Regions from separate parts of the Danio rerio genome. Here all the other regions are linked to region 2. Evidence: chromatin contacts called from public HiCAR-type and Micro-C data. All regions are on one chromosome and are shown on one strand. Each heading gives the region's core, a stretch centred on a gene start, on an enhancer-like site or on the middle of the called end of the contact. The rest is flanking DNA. Distances are from core to core; before and after follow the strand shown.

What was found. A called contact is a pair of places that touch in the nucleus more often than the background predicts. HiCAR-type assays count read pairs that join an accessible place to other places.
Region 1: a HiCAR-type map of caudal fin shows a contact between it and region 2, with 8 times the contacts expected there. The contact joins the enhancer-like site here to the promoter of ddx1 in region 2. A contact is called at or near these places in 9 of 18 Hi-C or Micro-C datasets (caudal fin, embryo, fibroblasts and 2 more) and 2 of 4 datasets of contacts at active chromatin or transcription factors (caudal fin and embryo).
Region 3: a Micro-C map of caudal fin shows a contact between it and region 2, with 4 times the contacts expected there. The contact joins the promoter of smek1 here to the promoter of ddx1 in region 2. A contact is called at or near these places in 2 of 18 Hi-C or Micro-C datasets (caudal fin and embryo) and 2 of 4 datasets of contacts at active chromatin or transcription factors (caudal fin and embryo).

Annotation. Positions count from the first base shown.
Region 1 is chr20:36,328,085-36,331,565 of GRCz12tu, reverse strand. No RefSeq gene overlaps it. Among named protein-coding and RNA genes, the nearest start is that of smek1, 25 kb to the left of the region's middle. Within about 2 kb of position 1,440, at least 37 of the 62 cell types and tissues checked have an H3K27ac peak or open chromatin away from gene starts, as enhancers often do. A contact at or near this core is called in caudal fin, where this site is marked.
Region 2 is chr20:36,039,905-36,043,228 of GRCz12tu, reverse strand. ddx1 (DEAD (Asp-Glu-Ala-Asp) box helicase 1) reads right to left here and starts at 2,027. Exons shown (of 26, transcript NM_001197324.1): 1 at 1,978-2,027; 2 at 1,825-1,876; 3 at 1,665-1,728; 4 at 1,254-1,283; 5 at 1-43. The coding sequence starts at 1,993. It overlaps nbas (NBAS subunit of NRZ tethering complex), which reads left to right and starts at 2,318. Exons shown (of 53, transcript NM_001044807.1): 1 at 2,318-2,410; 2 at 2,726-2,777. The coding sequence starts at 2,318.
Region 3 is chr20:36,353,261-36,356,656 of GRCz12tu, reverse strand. It overlaps smek1 (SMEK homolog 1, suppressor of mek1 (Dictyostelium)), which reads left to right and starts at 1,550. Exons shown (of 15, transcript NM_001044809.1): 1 at 1,550-2,536; 2 at 2,626-2,681. The coding sequence starts at 2,395.

The DNA.
Region 1 (3,481 bases), core at 191-2,690, 290 kb before region 2:
AACGATTGGTTGACTTTACTTAGGGACTAAACCTGTTACTTTAAAAGCGATTTTGACCTTACTTAATTACGTAAAAAAATGCACCTTAACAGTTCCAAGGTACAATGGGTTTATACCCACTTTTTAAAGTAAAGTCAACTTTTCTTGGCTTAGAGGCAACGGGTTACCAGCGGTGTAAGTTATTACAGTGTGATATCTGGAATCATGATGAAAACATTTGGATAGTAAATAGAATTTCATATTTCTCACATCACTTGTACAGAATGTGAATTATGACAATTTTCTAAGCTAATTCAAGCCATAAATATAAGCACAATATGTTTAAGAAATTAAATTTTTTTTACATTAAACTACATTATTACATTAAAGTGACGGTAAATACTTTTTTTACACATTAATTTAATCTAAAAATCTTTATAAACAATCAAGGTTTTAGCATTTGCGTTGAAAAAAATATGAGTTAAAATGGATCAAATATATAAAAGGTTTTCAATATTTAAATGATATGTAGGCTAACTATTTTGCGGCTGGAAGGCCATATGCTGCATAAAACATCCTAAAATAATAGGTGGTTCATTCTGCTGTGCTGACCCCTGATAATGCAGGGATTAAGTCAAAGGAAAGTGAGTAATTATATGTTGTTATGTCATGTTATGTGTTATGTTATTATGTTGGACAAACCAAACCGCTAAATATTTTTAAAAAGAATAAAAGTATGACGCACTGGTTTGGTTTGTTTTAAAAATCAAACAACTAAACCGACTAATTAGGATCTAAAGGAGCACTTGGTAATTAAAGACAGGTGTGTTTGATCAAGGTTGCAGCTGAACTCTGCAGAAAGGTATATCTTCAGGAGCAGGATTGAGCCCCCGTTTTATAATGTAGGCTACATTTAAATTCTATGGAATAGGTTTATAAAATTATGCTAAAGTGAACTATTATTTATATTCTAGATAAATTGTACACATTTAAAGCCAATATTTTATACTAGTATATGGTAACTAATTACAGCTGTTTGAAACATGACATCTTGCTTTCAAAAACTTTACGTTTAGAGCGGAGTGTTTCCTGCACTACTCGAGTCCCTCCAACAGAGGGCGCGCGGCCTCCACTCTTTTCCCCCTGTCCCACGAGAACGGCTTTTGTGACAGATTGTAGAATCGTTTAGAGGCAGTAAAGTCTGGCGAGCAGGAAATCATCCGCGTCTCTCGACGAGGTTGTCAAAACAGCCGCACAATGTGCACTTTCATGTGCACAACTGGACCCTGTCGCCCCGACCGACAATCGCTTGTGTTCGCTGCACAAAGTGGCCTCTGTGTCGGCCGGGGCTCCTCCTTTGGCCCGGCGGCCGCTGTGGAGGTGATCGGGGGCCGCGTTCAGCATAGCGTGTCTGTTTGTGTGATTAATCACCGTGTAAAACTCCAGCGTATCCGTTTCGGTGGGAGCGAGGAGCCACGGGCGCCTCTCCGTTTATGCGTCATTGTGTCTAACGGTGCCCGGTAGCCGAGAGAGAGCAGAGGGCAAAAGTTTGAGCATATGGTTGAGATTAAGGCGCTAAAGAAACTGACTGATTCACATGATTGGGATTTGTTTTATTTTGAGTTCGCCTGATTACTGAATAAACGTCTTAAAAGTGATTGATCTTTTTTTAGGGGGGAATATAGGCCTATTCACTGAAGCCTTTTGTTCGCTTTAGCATGGTCCCCCAAGCGTTACTCCACATCCAGTGATAGTTGCATCCTTCATGTGTTTATATATTTGGTCCGTTTGGTTTGCGCATGCTGCCGACGTGAATGTAGATTCTGAAAGGGATGTCATCTCTTGTAAGTTGCTATCTTCTGGAAATCATGATGCATTTTTGCAGTAAATACAGTAGCCTATGCTTTTTTCTGCAAGAGTAGAGAAAGTTTATTCAATTCAATTAATCTTTATTTCTAGATCGCTTTTACAATGTAAATTGTGTCAAAGCAGCTCAACATAGCAATTCAAGTGAATTGAAGCTCTCAGTCCAGTTTTCTGTATTATCACAATACAGAATATTTATTTTACAAAACGTCCAGTTACATTTGAGTAAACTATGCAGAATGCTTTATATGTCCTATAATACAGCACACACTTTTGTATTTGTACAGGTAGAGTAACAAAGTCTTTAAGTGTTTATGGCACATCATCTGAATTGCTCTTCTTGTAAATGATTAAAATAGTGAACTTTTCAGAAAATACCAGCTGATTCAAATGTTATCACTCGATTAAATGAGCGTTATCAGCTGATAGATATGGGGCAGTAGGGGCCGTCTGCGCCTACTAGGCTCAAGGCTGTTGTTATCTTCCACATAGTTAATCAGCTATAGATCACATACGGCTGCGGATGGAAGTTATAGAGGATTATTTATATTATTTATTGATTTTTCCATTAATTGTGTTTTATTAATGTCTAAAACCCAACCATCACAGTAATGTAAAAAAGCAATATTGATCTGGAGTTTTCTCTATTAGTATAGCTAATTAACCATGTGGATGGATAACAACCTTCTGAGCCTACTAGTAGGTGGCGAAAGCCCCTACTGGCCCATATCCATCGGCTGATATTGGTTATTCAATCGAGTGATAACATTTGAAGTGGGTGAAAATGTACTTGTCAAAGATTTCAATTAATTATATAAAAAAGATGTCCTTTTTTGCCCACCAAGGTGCATTTATGCATTACGAACTGTATTTTTCAGAAACATTATCACAATTCAATATTATTTTTTTAAGTCAATGACAACTATTAACTTGTTACTAACATTTTTCAAAACATTGTTTGTGTTCAACAGATGAAAGAAACTTACGTCATTTTGGAACACACTGGTGCTGGATAAATAGTAAGTACATTTTCATTTTTTAGGAGTGCTATGGCTTTAGTGTTTTGTGTCTTCAAAGAGGCAGTTGTCATCAACCGACTATACAGTTTTAGACTAATTGAAAAGTATTTCAACTCAGACTTTCTGACTTGTAGATTGTTTATAGCTTCAGCCTTTTATTTCTGGCAGTTCTGATGAAAGTACATTTATAAAGATTATTTTCATGATGAAATTGTGTATAGGCCATCAAAAAAGCTGAGAAAACCTACTTAAAAAAAAAAAACTCCTTAAGTTAAAAATATCATATGTCCCATGTTTAAAAGCCTATAACAGAAAACTGTTGTCACCTAGACTTTGCTCTCTTACACTTTTGAAACATCAGTGTTTGTTTAATGCTGCTGAGTGCTCATTATTATTGTTGTGAGAATAGGACATGTCTTCCAGAAATGTTGTAGAATTAAATTCTCAGTTGTTCCTTTCATGCACCTTATTCATCAGCTGTTTAGTCAATGATGGTGCATCTCAATCAGCTCCCTTGTTCAGTATTCAAGATCTGGGAGCCAACAATTTCAAGTGCCATCTCAATTGTAAAATTCTTCCAGTGCATTGAAATGTTTGCTCTCTTTAAATTTCCACTG
Region 2 (3,324 bases), core at 778-3,277:
TGATGGTTTCATAGACTATTTGGATGACTGGAATACTGAAGGCCTACAAGACAACATTAATGTTTTATAATCGAATTTCACTGTTTCCTTACATATCAACAAATAAAAAATACAGCTCTGATATGTAGCATTTTTATCACCCCCACTGAAAAAAGCAACCTCCACCTCCTTTAACTAGAACATTAATCAAGAGACAAAGCTGAAACTGTGATCCTTGGTGATTTATGAAAAATGTATTAATAGTCAATGGCTACGAGCACTGTTTTCCATCTCTGTCATAAATAACGTTCAGTTTCTTGCACAGTTTTTTTTGCTTCATAAGGCATCAATGTATTAGCATGGGGCACGAGTACTATTTATTTATTTTTTTTGCTTTCAAAGTGCTTGTAGCTTTTCCCTTGGAAGGACAAAGGACAACAGCTAAAATTAGGGCTGCACAATATACCATTTCAGCATCAATATTGCAATGTGCGATTGTGCAATAGCCACATCGTCGCATCTGCAATGTCATTTTGTGCATAAAACAACATGACCAACAACATGACCTAATCTAACAGGTTCTAACGATGTGAAAGACTTTCATTTTATTGTGATTTTAAGGCCTGTGACTAAGATTTCAAGCTAATTTAAACTATTTTGGGCACAAGAAATTATAAAGTTTACAACTTTAACAAAGATGATTTGTGTTTACTTATCTATACAATAAAGAAGTGTTAATTTACATTTGATTATTGCTTGTTGAACCTCAATGCTAAGCCTGCAATGACTTCACCGGAAACCATGAAGCACTGTTTATTTATTTTTTATCTTTGTTGTATTGTTTTCATCTATGCATTGTTACTATGTACAGCATATTTTATGTAGATGCACTCTGAATACCAATCAATGTAAAATGATGAATTCTTTAATACATAGCAATGTCAGTTTTTTTTCCCCAAATCGTGCAGCCCTAGCTAAAATCACACATGTTCAGTTATAAATGGGTAAAAGTAACACTATAGTTCAAGCTCTAACTAGTGGCTTATTATTTGCCTATTGTTAAAATACTGGATGTTTATTAGAACTTATAAAGTGCATATTTTGCATGATCTTATTCTTCATTTCTAATCCTACCCAATCCCACATACCTAACAAGTACCTTAACAATTATTAATAAGCAGCAAATTAGGACTTCATTGAGTCATAGTTAGTTTGTCAACAGCAACAAGTGTACCTTTAAATAAAGAGACCAAAAACAAATGTCCCATACTTACTCCAGTTTTTCCGCTTCCAGTCTCAGCAGCCTACAAAAGATGTAAATGCATGGTAAACAGCTTTTATACTCATAAAACAGTTATATATGATTTTTATGTAAAAGTTGGTTTTATGTTCAGGGATTTGGGCTCTCAATATAATATAATTATTATAATATAATATATATTTTAGAAAAATATTCTTTGCAAATTCTAAATAGGGAAATTACATAAGCAGCCAATGACCATTAAAGTACAACATTGTTCTGTCACATAGTTGTTAGTTATTTATTATAGTCATACTTACATGCGACTTCAGACTGAATATCCAAAGTACCATGGTAAACCATATAGGGACGGTTGTCACTGAATGAATGTGCGAATATAAACCCAACTCTACCTCATTGATTTGCAATGCATATCAGATCTCACCATGAGCACGTCTCCTCCACCCAGAATCAGTGGAATGGATTCGGCCTGAATGTCCGTTGGCAACCTAAAAGTGACCATCAAACCGTCATCTACTTAATTTATACAAGCATAACAAATATATTAATAATACACATTATGATGTAAGATCATTAGAACTCACAGCCAGTCCATTTCTTCCACCGCCTGTGCAATTTCTGGCATCACTCCCATTTCTGTAAGGCAAAACAATAAGATATAGGTTCACAGACATTCGGCGTTTTATTAAATCCTTATTCTTATAGGTCTCACAAATACGTTGACAGATAAATCTCACCGCCGAATGCTGCCATGGTGTCAAACTCCTGCGAGCCTCTTCACCGGAAGTGGCGTAAGCTAGTTTTGACAGGGTACAAGTTAGAAACGACCCGTGCGGAACACGCTTTCCCGCATCTGTTCCGCTTATCTTATTTTAATAATAGGAAACGTAGACTGTTTATTGTAGCGTCTTTCGCGACAAATAAATAAATATAACAAAATTAGTTAGAGATACTATAACAAAACAACCTACGGAGAACCCGAAGCATTAAATACAAGCATAAGCAGTCTTTTTATTTGTACCTCGCAGGCCGCCGTAGTTTGACGTGTGCGCTCTCTAACGTTAGTTCATTGAAAACATGGCAGGTGATATTATTCTAGAAGACGAGGAGGAGAACATTTTATATGATTTACTTGTTAACACGGAATGGCCGCCCGAAACAGACACTCAGGTTTGTGAAAATACGCTTACGTTATTTGAATAAGTTATTATTATTGGAATATCCGCATGCTTTTAATTAAACCGTTTCTGCGCAAGTAGTTTTGAGCCACGTATCCAAGTTCATCATCACCCAGGGTTTATAGACAGTGTGTTTTTTAATGTTCTAAATAGCTCTATGGTGGTTTAAAGCTTTTCATATGCGGTATTTATTTGCATGTTTGTTGTTTTGCTGAGCTGTTGCTAGTTGTCGCGTTTCAACTGTTCAGTTAACAGACTGTTGACAACTGGTTTATACAAATATTACATGAGTGTGTTTTATTTTCAGCTGCGTGGACTGAAGGAACACAACTCTTCACTGGTTGCAAAAGCCGTGACAGGTAAAGAGATGTACAGTAATACATTATGACTGCAATATATGCCAAAGTTATTGTCATTATTGAATATGTCTGAAAAGTTGAATAAAACGTGACTATAATTGCCAGTGTTGTCTAGGTAGGCCGCTCGCATGTGTTTGAGGCAGTCGTCATTTCACTTTGCAGAGAACATGTGTTTCAATATGAGTGTTTATTTGGCTTACAGGTTTACTGAAGATTAGATAAACTTCTTTGGGATAAGTGTGCTAATCACATCTTTAGTGGTTTTACATTTTGCAGACTTGATCAAGTTGCTTGTACAGTAAACTTGTTTGTTGAGTCAGATTAATTGTGATTTTAAGGTGGTATGCTGGGAATTGCTGTATTTTTCGTTGCATGAGAAGTACTTTATCATTTTGTATTTCATTTTGAGAAAAAAAAAACTCAATATAATGATTTTTTGTTAGGTTTTTATAGCATTAAATAAAATAAATGTGATTATACAAAAGTGTTAATTTATATTGTGCTGCACTGTGATCTTTTTATATATTATATATTTGGTTCTTAATCT
Region 3 (3,396 bases), core at 301-2,800, 310 kb before region 2:
CTTATGCATATCCGAGTTTAAATGAAAATATAAATATATACAGTTGATGACAGAATTATTAGCCCCCCTGAATTATTAGACCGCTTGTTTATTTTTTTCCTAATTTCTGTTTAGCAGAGAGCAGATTTTTTCAACACTTTTCTAAACATGATAGTTTTAATAACTGATTTATTTTATCTTTGTCATAATGACAGTAATTAATATTTTACTAGGTCTTTTTCAAGACACTTCTATACTGCTTAAAGTGACATTTAAAGGCTTAACTAGGTTAATTAGGTTAACTACAGGTTAGGGTAATTAGGCAAGTTATTGTACAATGATGGTTTGTTCGGTAGATTATCGAGAAAAAATATAGCTTAAAGGTGCTAAAAATTTTGTCCCTAAAATGGTGTTAAAAAAATTAAAAACTGCATTTATTCTAGCCAAAATAAAACAAATAAGACTTTCTTCAGAAGAAAAAATATTATCAGAGATACTGTGAAAATTTCCTTGCTCTGATAAACATCATTTAGGAAATATTTAAAAAAGAAGAAACATTTTTTGAAGGGGGCTAATAATTCTGACTTCAACTATATATATATATATTTGACTGTTTTAAGATGTACCTGTTCAGGGACTGCATGTGGAAAATAGCAACTTTGCTAAATCTTTCCTTTTCAAGTTTCCTTTTTGATGTTCCTCTCAAATAAATAAATCTAAATTCAAATTTCATAGACCAAACATGTAAAAAACAAACAAAGTTTTCACTAAATCTTTTGTAATTTTGCACAGAGAGAATTACAGTATCATTTTTAAAAATACTGACAGAAAAAAATATTTAAAAAGCTGTGATTTGCATGACAGCCCAGTTGTTGGGGTTGCATCTTTCTAAAGAACACTATATTTATCTATTGGAAAGTAAATAGAGTCAAAATGCATATATATATATATATATATATATATATATATATATATATATATATATATATATATATATATATATATATATATATATATCATGCACCACCTGGCAACATATCAAAATACACTGTCGAATCAGTACTTAAATTGTGATGATGTGTTTTGCACAGATAATCAACACCTCATTTACATTTATATAATCCACGAGCTGGTGGTGCAACTGGTCAAGACTTTGAGGTTTGAGATTTAGCTGGTACAGTGGCCTTTTTGCCCAGGATAAGGATGATATGGTGCAGCAGAGTTTGCTTTTCCAACGTATAACGATGACTTATGTTCAAGAAACTATAGTATGTATTTGTGTATGATCTCAGTGACAAGGTAATGAAACAACCCTAAACATCTGCATTTGATTTTACTGTACACAGTAGCAAGGTTAATCTTTCAGCGCGCTCCAGCAGGCGCGCGTCCGCGTGTATTTTCAGCCTCATTCACATTCCTTTCCAGTCTCCACAGCCCTCTCGTTTCAGCAGCAGCAGTGCGAGTTTGGTGGTGTTACGAAACCACTGTTTGTCTGCGCTGGACATTTTGGCGCACTGTGTCTTTAAACTGTGGCGGCGGCCCTGCGTCTGCAACCAGGAAACCCCGTAGCGGCTTTCTGAGGGGACCCAAGATGGCCGAATCTTCACAGTGGGGCTAATAATTACTTTTCGTCAAGACGCTGCTATTTCATGGTGCTCGACGCTCGCGCTGGCCATTCGTCGTTCCGGAAAGCAAAACAAGTGACTCTGTTCAAGTAGTTGCATCGGGGAATGTTTATTTATGCGTGAAGAGACTGGCTGGTCCAACCGCGGCCCTTAGCCAGAATATGGCGGAATACCTGGAGAAAATATAGCTTAGCTTATTATGAACGCGCCGCTTTATACACGACTCTTCCCGCCTTTTCACCGACCTCGCGTGAGTATAATGATTAAATAGCGTTATCGGTACGTCTCTGAAATTCATTCGCGTGTGTTTTGCGCAATTCTGTGTTAAAATGACTCTCGAGAGGAGATAGCCTGCTAGCTGAGGCGCTAGCTACGCTAACCCCGTTTGACTGAATTAGTCGCAGCGTTAGCTTAGCCTAGCTAGCTTAAAGTAAGGGGGCACGAAGAAGAGCAAACACTTTCTTCATCCGCGCTCTGGCTGCATGCTTTTAAACTCATCTCACTCTTATTTTTCGTGCTTCTGTTTATAGAGAGTTTAAAATACCGGGTATGTTGTGGGGAGTCTCGGCTGCACACAGCAGCTAGCTGACCATCACTGGACTGGTCAGAATAATTGTGTGGACAGCGCAAGTTTACTGCGAGAGACTCCACAACAACACACTGCTTCAGCTCCTCGCCCGCGAACGCCGTACATTTCAGTTTGAAGTTGACATCAGATTCTGTTGCATCTCGAGGACTTTGAGATTTATTGAATCAAGGGCAAAAGCCTATCCGAGAGTTACTTGCAAGGATGACTGACACTCGTAGACGAGTAAAAGTGTACACTCTGAATGAGGACCGCCAGTGGGACGATCGGGGAACGGGACATGTGTCATCCGCCTACGTGGAGAGGCTCAAAGGCATGTCTCTCCTGGTGCGCGCCGAAAGCGATGGTAGGTTTCAAAACACTGGAAGATGATGAACAGGTTTGCTTTTCATTGACTGATCAAGCACGTTAACATGAGGCCGTTCTTTATGACAGGGTCACTGCTGCTGGAGTCCAAAATCAATCCTAACACCGCCTATCAAAAACAGCAGGTGCGTTGCACTCTTTTGTGAACTCACAATGCATAGTTAGCCTGAGTGCTTCTAAATGTTTTGGTGCAACACATATTTCATAAAGACAAGACACAACAGGTGAATATGGTAAGAATTTAAACTAATAAATTAGTTTGCATGACTGCATTCCTTTTTATATCGTATTCGAAACAAACTTATATATTTTAATCTACATCAGTGATGATTAAATCAGCACTGCATACTACTTTGTGTGTGTGTATATATATATATATATATATATATATATATATATATATATATATATATATATAACATTTACATTTTTAGCTGCTTAGTGTAAATCTAAAGTTACTTTTGTCTTGCATTAAAATCATTATTAAGGTTTCTCTTGTTTAAATTGTGGCTAAGAAAAGATTATATTTCACAGCAAAAAATGTGTACAGTGACCTGAGTCACCTTGCAGTGGATATTTTAAAATTATGCTAAAAAGCTGTTGAGTGGGAAAAGGTATATGAGCAATTTCAGCGTTTGTTTAAAAACTCAAAACATAAATTCACATATAAAGAAGAATGTTAACATTATTTTGAAACAGCTGTTTATATTTTCCAGAACAACTGACCACCGAGTTAAGGGATCAGAAAAATATCAATCTGTAAACTTGTTTTGTACTTTAAATGAGGAAAATAAACTTGTGTTATGGATGTGATGAAAAAGTATTCGAGTATATAACATA